3 separate regions of the Rattus norvegicus genome follow, and all the other regions are linked to region 1. The links are chromatin contacts, called in public Hi-C maps. All regions are on one chromosome and are shown on one strand. The core of a region is the stretch at or near the end of the contact, and the rest is flanking DNA. Distances in the headings are between cores, read along the strand shown. Region 1 holds the start of Manf (mesencephalic astrocyte-derived neurotrophic factor). Region 2 holds the start of C8h3orf18 (similar to human chromosome 3 open reading frame 18). Region 3 holds the start of Mapkapk3 (MAPK activated protein kinase 3).

Region 1 (3,355 bases), core at 536-3,035:
GCAGATCTGGCTGTCTTTCTTCTTCAGCTTCTCACAGATCTTCTCCACAGGGATATGGTGGGCCAGAGGCTTCGATACCTCATTGATGATCTTGGTGGCGGCATCATCTGTGGCTCCAATGTAGTAGCACTGTTGCACAAAATAGAACAAAAGCCTTTTTTAAAAAGCTATGCACATCAGTAAGTGCTTGTGTTGGGGAGGCCAGAGGCAGCAGAGTCCCTGGAGCTGGGTTACAAGGTGCTGTGGATGCTGGCAACTAAACAGGTCTCTACAGAACAGTCCACACTCATAACCAACTCGCCAGTTCCAGACAATGTTAGGTCATCTTGAAAACCTCTCTTTGCCAAGGGTTCAGTTTAGTTTGTACTGCACGGATCTAGCTGTTCTAGGTCCTAGACACATGATACATGGTCAGCTCCAGAGTTTCCAGACGAGTATAGGAATATAGGAGTCATTAGCGTTCCAATGAGAGACTACCATGGAAACTAAAGCTACAAAAGCTGATGCTTCACCAGGGCTCTTGACCTTAACTTGGCCCTGGCCATTTTGGGGCACCTAGCCAACTACTTCTGATCCCAAACACACCAAATTCTTTCTGGCCTTTGGGGCACTCATTGCCTGGATGTGCTCACTCCTTCATGATCCCCTTCTTCTGCGATACCTAGAGCTACTTCTCTGATAGCTCACACCCACCTACCCACCAAACGATCCTAGCGCATTTTCTTCATGGCCATGCCATTCACTGCGTTGCAACTGCCTGCCATTTTTCTCTCCTGGTATTACCAATATTCAGCTTATAGTAGATGTTTAATAAGTAGAGGGTAAAACCACTTAATCCTCACATTAGTTTACATACATGTCCCATCATAAAGTAGACAGTACACACGAGCCAGGGACAGCTTGGGTGGGTCACCAGCTACTTACCAACCGATTTTCTTTGCCTCTTGCTTCCCGGCAGAACTTTATAAGTTCTTCTTCAATAGTGGCTGGTGAAAATGTGACATCCCTGTCTTTGAGGTCCTGGTAAAATCTCCCCAGATAAGAAATACAAACTGGAAAAGAGGGAGATGTTAAATAGTTACTATTTCCCCAGGAAGAAACCCTGTCAGCAGTTTTGAAAAGAAGGGATTAAAATGTTTTTTTCTCAGGTACTCACAAGTGCACAGAACCCTTAGGTTGCTGGGGTCCTGGAACCCAGTGCATGATGGGAATGAATATTCCCCAAGTGACCCCCACATAACCCTCTCTGCTCTTTTCAAGTTTAAGCCGAGAGTGGACACGTGTCCTTGAGGGAACTCACTGTGACCTCATAAGGGACAGATTGGAGGCTGAAGCAAACGATCAAAACGCTCCTTATTCCGAATACACTGAACCCCCTAAGTGCAGTTTAGTAACCCCGACGCGGTTGCGGCCCACAGGATCCCTATCTATAATTTCAAAAGTGATGGGAAAGGACAAAAACTCCCGCGATGTGGGCTGCCGGCCAAGTTTTCAACGCGACTGAACCGTCGCGTTCCCCTAAATGGGTCAACGTTCCTAGGCCCGGGAAATAACTCTGAGGCCCTTTCTCCAGCGGACTCTCCGGGATGGGCCGTCGCCCTCACCCTCTCGGTTTCGTTGGGTTTAGCGCCTCCAGGCCGCCCCCACCCGGCCCCCCGCACCTTCGCAGTCGCCTGGCCGTAGCGCCCGACTGTCAGGCAGAACGCTCAGGGCCAGCGCTACCGCCAGCCCGCGCGTAGCCCACATCCTTCTCGGCAGTCGCCACCACCGCCGCCGCCGCGCGAATGAACCGCACCCGGCGCGGTGCTCCGCCTAGTGGGCTGGAACACAAACCGGAGCTTCCCATTGGCATGCGGCCCCCGCGCCCACCCATATGCCACATCCTCATTGGTCCACGTGCCCAGGAGCCCAGACCGGCGACTCCACGCTACTCTCCCTTATTGGCTGGTGGTGTCTGGGCCCTAGACAGTTGTCGGTTGCTGATTGAGCCTGGGCGGTCCATAGGAAGCGGTTGGGCGGAAGGTGCACGGCCAGCCATGTTGGGTAAGGGCAGCTACTTTGGCTGCTTATCCCTTACCCTTTCAATCTATTGACTCGACCTGAATACCAAGTCTTGGTTTCACACCCACTCTCCTCCCAAGCCCGGGAGTAGTAGAGCAGGATTTCTGGCGTCTGCCCATAGCTAGCAGGATAGGCGGCGCGAGCAAGGGTCAGAAGCAGTTTCTTGTTTTGAACTACCACGTGAATTGACGAACCAATCTTGGAAAGCGTCCACTTTCATTCGCCGGCTGCCCAGACCCCGCTTTATCCTGGGATAGACTGCGGAAACCTCTTAAACGAAAGGCTCTAGACCTGCCTAGTCGGCTGCTGTCCTGGACTTATGAGGACCTCGCGACAAGGCTGCGAACAGGGGCGTTGGTCTAGCTTCCCAACTGAGGCCATGGGATCTTGGGAGGTTTTGTTCTCCACTCTTGGAGACGCACGGATGAGAATTGGAGACGTTACCGCTTAGACTGCCCTAATGCTAACTTAAGTGGCTTTGGCCACTCGCCCTGGAAGGCAGAATACGGAGAGCGGCCGACTACGTGCAGAAAGGTATCTGGAGCTAAAAGGGCTTGGAGCCCGGCGACAGGGGTTTGAGAGGGGCACTTATGCTCCCATACATTGAAATCAGTGGATCAATATCAGGTATTAATCTTTAATTCACATAACAGCAGTCAAGGGATGGGGCGAGTCAATTGCCAGATATTTACATCTAAAAGTCACATTTCTTGTTGGATTTATAACATGCTACCACAATATATACAGTAAAATGCCTCTTGGGACACTGGCACAAATTTTTTTCTTTAACTTTTCTGGTACAGGTAAGATCATTTTAAGTCAGTTTTTCTTTAGACATGAATACACAAAAGAGATGGTTGGAAGTTTTTTGTTTTAAATAAGCACAGAATGCCAGAGGTTAAAAACACATTTATAGGCTTATTACCAATTAGACACACTCTATACATTTTTTGCTCAAATTCCTGTACAAATACACAGCATTCAAATAGGTATTTACAAATACGCTTTAAAGAATGAAAATCAGTATTTCACAATCTTTTCAAAGGATTCTGATCTCTGGCCTCCCATTTCCCTCACACTGGCTGGTTTTTCAATAAAAAGTATTCAGAATAGGTCCATTTCATCCAGTTAGGGAAAATGAAGAGGTGCAACACAAATATATTTCACCTCGCGTAAAGCAAGGCCAAGGAACTTCACCCTACATTCCCCTCCCTCCCTCCTGTGCCATCAAGTGGAGAAGGGAGATGTCTTCATGTGATGACTGGCTGCCTCCTCGGACTGAGGGTCAGACATG
Region 2 (3,355 bases), core at 525-3,024, 460 kb after region 1:
TTGGAAAGGGACTGAGTATCTAAGGACCCTCTTGACCTCACACGCACATAGAATTTGGAGCAGTTAGCAAAACAGCGAATACTGGAGAACTGGATTTGAATCCAGTTGGCAGCTCGTTGCTTAATTTTGTGTAAATGCCCAGAACTTCTAGGCTTCAGTTGTATCTTTTATAATGTTCATAACATTTTACAGGACCTGGTTGTGCGGGCACATAATCGCAGCTACTGGAGGAGCTGAAGCAAGAGGATCATAAATTCAAAGACACCCTGAGTAATTTAGTAAAATTTAAAAGATGGGAAGGGACCTTGAAGAGATGGCTCAGTGGTGAGGAGCACATATTGCTCTTGCAGAGAACTGGATTCAGTTCCAAGCACCCATGTACACATACCCATCCAAACATTCATACACATAATTTTAAGAAATAAAATAAAATATTTAAGAATAATAGTTTATGTAGTAGCTCAATTGATGTGCTCACCAATCCAGATTCACACAATTCTGGGTTTGGTGCCCATAAATGGGGTTTGGTAACACACACTAATAAGTCCCAATTTTCAGCTGGTGGAGGCATGGAAACCAGAAGCTTATTTTTCATGGCCAGACTGGGCTACATGAAACCCTACTTCAAAAAATAAAATATTGGAGTAAAAAGGGAGAGGGGCTGGGAATTGGGTGTACTGATGCACACCTATAAGTCCCAGTACAAGGGGTTCCAGAACGTTGTTTCATTGGTTAAGAGCACTGCCTGCTTTTCCAGAGAAGCCAGGTTCAATTCTGAGCACCTACATGGAGGCTAACAGCAGTCTGTAACTCCAGTACCAGAGGATCCAGTGCCCTCTTCTGGCTTCCTTGAGCACCAGACACATATGTAGTGCACACATATGTATGCAAACAAAACATCCTTACACATAAAATTAAGCATTAAAACCCAAGCACCCAGGAGGTGGAGAATTGCCTTGGTTCAAGACCAACCTGGGCAACATAGTATCAGGCTATCCTGGGCAACAGTGTTTAGGTGACTGGGTGGGGGTAGCTTTAAGTGGTTGGGGGGGGGTTCAGCTCTGGGGTTTAGGAAATTGGTACTTCTGTTCTGAGATAAATTTTGCTGTGAATGAAAGCTATTATGAGAGGTATAGGTGGGCTATCATGCAGATAATTCCATTCTGTTCCCAACGCGTCTTCGCACTGAAGAGTCTTCCCCATAGTTGGAGTCATTTACCAAAACGCCCTTTCATCAGAGTTCCTATAAGGCAGGAAACTGAGACAAAAGAAGAGAAGCAATTTGCTGCTCAAGGTCATAAGCTCAATAGAAGATCAAACTGAGTTCGTTTTAGGTTTCAAATACTCCAAGTCTGGTGGTGCTCTTATCAAATCTCTGTACCTATATTTTTTTGCTTACAAGTCTGCCCCAGTGCGGGTGGAGCTGTCCGGGAGCCAGAATTCTGGCCCAGAAAGGGCCTGGCTACCTACGGTCCACTGCCCAACTTCCGGCAGGCCACCAGGGTTAGAGGTATTCTCAGAGAATCTCTTTTAGCTGTCCGGTTTCAGCTCCAAGCTCCCGCTGGGAGCGGAGCTATATCCGAGCGACAGGCGAGTGAGCCAATGCTGGTCGGCCTTTAGGCGCGGCAGCCAATCAAGGTCCGGGGGCGCGGAGAGGGCCGGGAGGCAAGGTACTCCGGCTCCTGGGGATCCCCCGAGGCTGCTCATCTCAGCCCCACCCCCTCCGTGGTCGGGGCCCAGCCCACCCCAGCTCAGGTTGTCAGCCGGCGCAGGCTAATACTAGCTGATTCCTGCTCGCTCGCAAGGCGGACCTTACTTGAGTCCGACCTGTCGCCCCCTACGCCCGGGCCTGGGTGTTCCCCGCGCCCACGCCTCCTGCCCGTCGCTACCACCCTTAGCTTCTCAGACTGAGCTCGGCGCCCCGGAGAGGATTAAGTAAGTGCTGAGATCGGCTGCTTCACAGGAATGGAGGAATCACAGGGTCGTGGAGGCGGGCGTGGGGATTGAGATAGGGGGGGAATAAGACCTGATGGCATTCATCTTCTTGGAGGTCATGGTGCCCACCACTTGTACTCCGGTTGTTCTTCCCTTCCCCGTTGGACCCCGAGGCAGGCCAAGAAAATAGTCGTCAGGATGGCTTCTCTCCTTTTTGGCCAGTAATAAACAGACTCAGAGCAAATTAAGGGTCTGGTCCAAGGTCATGGCTGGGATCAGTGGCAGAGCCCAGAAGAGAACCTGAGACTTCTTGCTGAGCCAAGCTGGAGAGGACAGAAGGGAATGCGTCTACTCCATGCATGATCCTCTGCCAGCTTTGCTCCTTCCTAAGGGACCATGAACGATATGTGCACACTTCTCACACATATATGCACACCTGCAAGAGGAGGCATCCCGCGTACACCTATGAGCCACAAGGAGAAACATATATGTAGCCATAAGCTAGTAATCAATCCTTTCTCTTTCTAGGTCTGCCCCTTCTGCAGCACGGCTAAGACTCATCCCCACCCCGCTTTACCCAAGACCCACAGAAGCTGTGTGATCTCCCATCCTCTGCTTCCAAAATAGGAGGGAAATAGGTGTTTCAAAGTGGGTATTCCATCATTGCCTCTGAAGATATAACTCAGTGCCTTACTTCTTGGACCACCCCTGCCAACTGCCTTGCCAGAGGATCTAGCTCAGCCTATCCTTCCTGCCTCTTGGTGTTTCCACACCAGCCCCACCCTAGCCCCAACCACAGCCTGGGTCTCACAGCCAACTCTGTCCAGAGACTGATGTGCTCAACTCCTCCTGGGTTGTCAGTGGTAGTGATGGGGATTTGGAACATTTACCGGATGCCTTTGTGGACAGGCATTGTGCTGGGCTAGGTTCCGCCCCCCATGGGGACTTGTTCATTCTGACATGCCGTTAGCCCTACAACATCATGGGGTTGTTCTTCATTATTTCCCACTTTGAGAAAAACTAAACAGAGTGAAGAGGGGTGACTTGCCTGAGGCTATACCAGGTCTCTCTGAATCTTAGGCAGGCGATTCCCAAGCAGAATGAGGGATGTAGGATGCAGAGTGAGAAGATAGGGGTAGGGGAAGCAGCAGTTACAGAGATAATTGTGCAAGGAGTGGACTTTTTCTTCCAGGCCTCCTGCATCTTCTCCTATCTTCCAATTGCGATCACTGTAGTCATCGTGCAGGGATGACAGGGCTTTGCTTTCATGTCCCTATGTCCCTACAGAAGCCTGTGTCCTATTACCCCATGAGCCTGACTTAGCTCTGCCTGACTTAGCTCTTGAAACCTTTACTTCCTTGGTGCCTTCAGATCCTAGAGGGACTTGATCTCACAGACATGCCCCCTAGCTGTAACTCCT
Region 3 (3,355 bases), core at 266-2,765, 410 kb after region 1:
CAGGACTCTGCACCCTGGCTCATGAAAAACAGAACTTTATGAACTTCCAGGAGTTACTCGCTCTCCACCTTGATGTTCCAGGAAGGTGCCAATGGCACCACCTCTAATTGAGTCTAGTTCCCAGTGACAAAAAATTCAAGGTGTTCTGGAGTACGGGGTAGAGGTGGGGTGAGGACACGGGTAGGAGTAGGGCCTCTTGGACTGCCCAAACCAGATTCAGGTAGTGAGATCAACTACTCCAAGCCACTCCCCCTTCCACCTACATCAATGTGCCAGCCTCTAGGGAGTATGATATGGTAAGTGGTTCCTCATCGTCTGCCCGGGGTGGGTCAGCCTAGGAGCAAAGTTTGCCCCTTTCCACAAGGGTCCACCAACTCATCAAGAGCCCAGCAGTCAAAGAGGCTTATAGTCCTGCCTCAGCAGTCGGAAGCCGTGAGGAGGAAGCAACCCCATTCTGAGCCTTGGGAGCTCAGCCCTCAAGCAGAGGGAAACTTAGACCCATTCCTGTAGCAGGAGCTAATTGCAGAGGATGGCTAAGAGTAAGAGCATCCTTTGCGCCTAAACACAAGCCCAAACCAGAACCACAGCGCACAGCCACTCCCTCCTGCCTTCCGGTACAACAGCTCTACTCACACTGACTCCTCCCCCTTGCTCTTTGGGACCCACCCTGAGCTTAGGTAGGTCAGCCTGTGTTAGCCTGTTTCCGCATGTGTGAGGCTGAGAGGACCATGAGTCTGACGCTAGAGGAAGAGTATAAAAATAAAACATGATGCTGAGTGTAGATGTTTAATAGAGGCCCCGAATATAGATACACCCACAGGTATCTGCTGTTGGACCCTCCAGGTCATCCCAGCCCTCCGAGAGATGATGGGTCACTAACCTTCAAGGCACACTTCTGCCCAGAGCGCCGATGGTAGCACTCTAGTACCTTGCCGTTCACACCCAGACCCAGCACTTGCTTGGACAACTGGTAGTCATCAGTCACCGCGTACTTCTTGGGTTCCCGTCGCACACCTGGGGCCGGAGCACCGCCCAAGGCGGGCGCACCGAGCGCACCTGGCTGGGGCACAAGACTCCCCTTCTCCCCCGCCGTCTCGCCATCCATGGCCCCCACGGGGCGCTTGTAGGTAGCCCCAGCCTGGCACGTCCAGAGGCACCTGAAGGAAAGGGAAAGAGTCACTCCCCATCGAGACTTTTTGGACACACCCCAGCTTTGGTTTCTCCAGAACTAGATTGACTGGGCTGCTGGGCCAAGACAAGCTGGAAACTGCCTGAGAGTACCTACGTACAGCAGGGGGAGGTGATCCCTCAGCCCAGGCACATGTGGAGTTGAGGAGTCCGGCGCAGTGAAGCAGCCAGGTCTTGAGAAACGGCCATATAGGGGCCCAGGAAAGGCGTGCCAGGCGAAGGCGCACTTGATGGCAAAGCACTAGACGGAAGTCATGTTGTAGGCGAGAGGGGCAAGAGATAGTGAGGCCTGGAGTCCGCTGCGGAGGGGAGCCCTGGACCCAGAGTCTCGCGGTCCGCGCCCCACGTGACCCCCCATCCCCCTTCTGGGCGCGTCATCTGGACTTGGGGCCCCGCTAGGTCAGCCTTAAAGGGCCAGACAAGTCCAGGCTGGGTTGGCCAAGGCAGAGCCCCTGGCAAGCTCCGCCCCTGAGTCGGGACAAAATGGGGCGTAGCCTCCTCAAGTGTCTGTAACTTTCTCAGCGCCCTGTGACACTGGTAGGAACTCCTCCAACTGTTGTACCAGCCTCGGATTTTATCCCTGATCTTGAAAAGTTACAGCACACGACATTTTGTTTCTCTTGAGGGCTCTTGAGTGAAGTGTTCTTTTTGCTTGCTGCCAGGGGGCGGTTTAGACTCCCAACTTTCCAGATAGCTAAGCGCTTCAGAATTCAACTTCTGAATTTTTTTGTCAGTCTGCCCTGGGACATGTGGTTGTTCAATTCGCAACTCTTCATTCCCTGGTGGTTTAGGGCATCTGTCTAACACTGGCCAGCTTTCCTTTCTATACACCAAACTTTTGACTTTGCAACTCACTTGTCGCAAATGTATTGGGCCACACTCGTGCTTTCCTGGACCTCTTACAGCCTGCAGCCGTAAGTTGAACATACCTGGGCCGTTCTTGACCCAGAAATCTTGATTTCCCATTGGTCAGTTGCATCAACTTTTCACTTTGTCATGATTTGAGCTTTAGATTCTATTTCAAGCCACTGGCCCTGGTGATGAACACCAGTAATTGCAGCACGAGGAAGGCTTAGGCAGGAGGATTAGGAGGCTAACCTAGGCTACATCGTGAGGCTATGTTTTTTTTTTTTGTTTGTTTGTTTGGTTGGTTGGTTGGTTTTTTTTTTCTTTCTTTCTTTTTTTCGGAGCTGAGGACCGAACCCGGGACTTGCGCTTTCTAGGCAAACGCTCTACCACTGAGCTAAATCCCCAACCCTGAGGCTATGTTTTTAAAAAATAAAATAAAATTAGCCTAGCACTCTGAAGGCAGAGGAAAGCTGATCTCAGTCAGTTTGAGGCCAACCTGGCCTACAAAGAGATGTTCCAGTACAACCAGAACTGCTACATGGAGAAACACTGTCTCCAAAATCTCAATGAATCAATCAATCAATCATCAATCGATATTAACATTAAAATTCCTTTCTTCCATCCCAAAGACAGATTCTCTATTAACTTTAAAATTTCCTCTTCTGGGGAACAAAATACTTACAGGAGGAAATACAGAGACAAAATGTGGAGCAGACACTGAAAGAAAGGCCATCCAGAGACTGCCCCACTTGGGGATCTATCTCAAATACAGTCACCAAACCCATACACTATTGCAGATCCCAAGAAGTGCATGCTGACAGGAGGCTGATGTAGCTGACACCTGAGAGGCTTATGCCTGACAAATACAGAGGCAGATGCTCACAGCCAACCATCGGACTGAGGTCAGGGTCCCCAATGGAGGAGTTAGAGAAAGGACTGAAGGAGCTGAAGAGGTTTGCAACCCCGTAAGAACAACAATATCAACCAACTGACACCCCAGAGCTCCCAGGGACTAAACCACCAACAAAAGAGTTCACATGAAGCGACTGACGGCTCCAGCTGCATTTATAGCAGAGGACGGCCTTGTCTGGCATCAAGGGGAGGAGAGACCCTTGGTCCTGTGAAGGCTCAATGTCCCAGTGTAGGGAAATGCCAGGGCAGGGAGAAGAGAGGAAGGGAGTGAGTAGGTAGGTGGGGGAGCACCCTTATGGAGGAGGGGGAAGGGGGACTGGGATAAGGGGTTGCCAGAGGAGAAACCAGGAGAGGAGATAACATTTGAAATGTAAATTTAAAAAAATCCAATAAAAGAAAAAAATTA

Evidence for each region. A called contact is a pair of places that touch in the nucleus more often than the background predicts.
Region 2: a contact with region 1 is called in a Hi-C map of kidney, with 2.7 times the contacts expected there. The contact joins the promoter of C8h3orf18 here to the promoter of Manf in region 1. A contact is called at or near these places in 7 of 12 Hi-C or Micro-C datasets (frontal cortex, hepatocytes, kidney and 2 more) and 1 of 1 datasets of contacts at active chromatin or transcription factors (oligodendrocytes).
Region 3: a contact with region 1 is called in a Hi-C map of liver, with 4 times the contacts expected there. The contact joins the promoter of Mapkapk3 here to the promoter of Manf in region 1. A contact is called at or near these places in 11 of 12 Hi-C or Micro-C datasets (the A7r5 cell line, the Rat2 cell line, Schwann cells and 6 more) and 1 of 1 datasets of contacts at active chromatin or transcription factors (oligodendrocytes).

What each region holds. Positions count from the first base shown.
Region 1 is chr8:116,428,474-116,431,828 of GRCr8, forward strand. It overlaps Manf (mesencephalic astrocyte-derived neurotrophic factor), which reads right to left and starts at 1,786. Exons shown (of 4, transcript NM_001401064.1): 1 at 1,662-1,786; 2 at 925-1,052; 3 at 1-129. The coding sequence starts at 1,746. Dock3 (dedicator of cyto-kinesis 3) reads right to left here. Exons shown (of 53, transcript NM_001108184.2): 53 at 2,685-3,355.
Region 2 is chr8:116,889,536-116,892,890 of GRCr8, forward strand. It overlaps C8h3orf18 (similar to human chromosome 3 open reading frame 18), which reads left to right and starts at 1,775. Exons shown (of 6, transcript NM_001106854.2): 1 at 1,775-1,935; 2 at 2,464-2,583.
Region 3 is chr8:116,840,713-116,844,067 of GRCr8, forward strand. It overlaps Mapkapk3 (MAPK activated protein kinase 3), which reads right to left and starts at 1,516. Exons shown (of 11, transcript NM_001012127.1): 1 at 1,286-1,516; 2 at 881-1,157. The coding sequence starts at 1,105. It also overlaps the pseudogene Rpsa-ps9.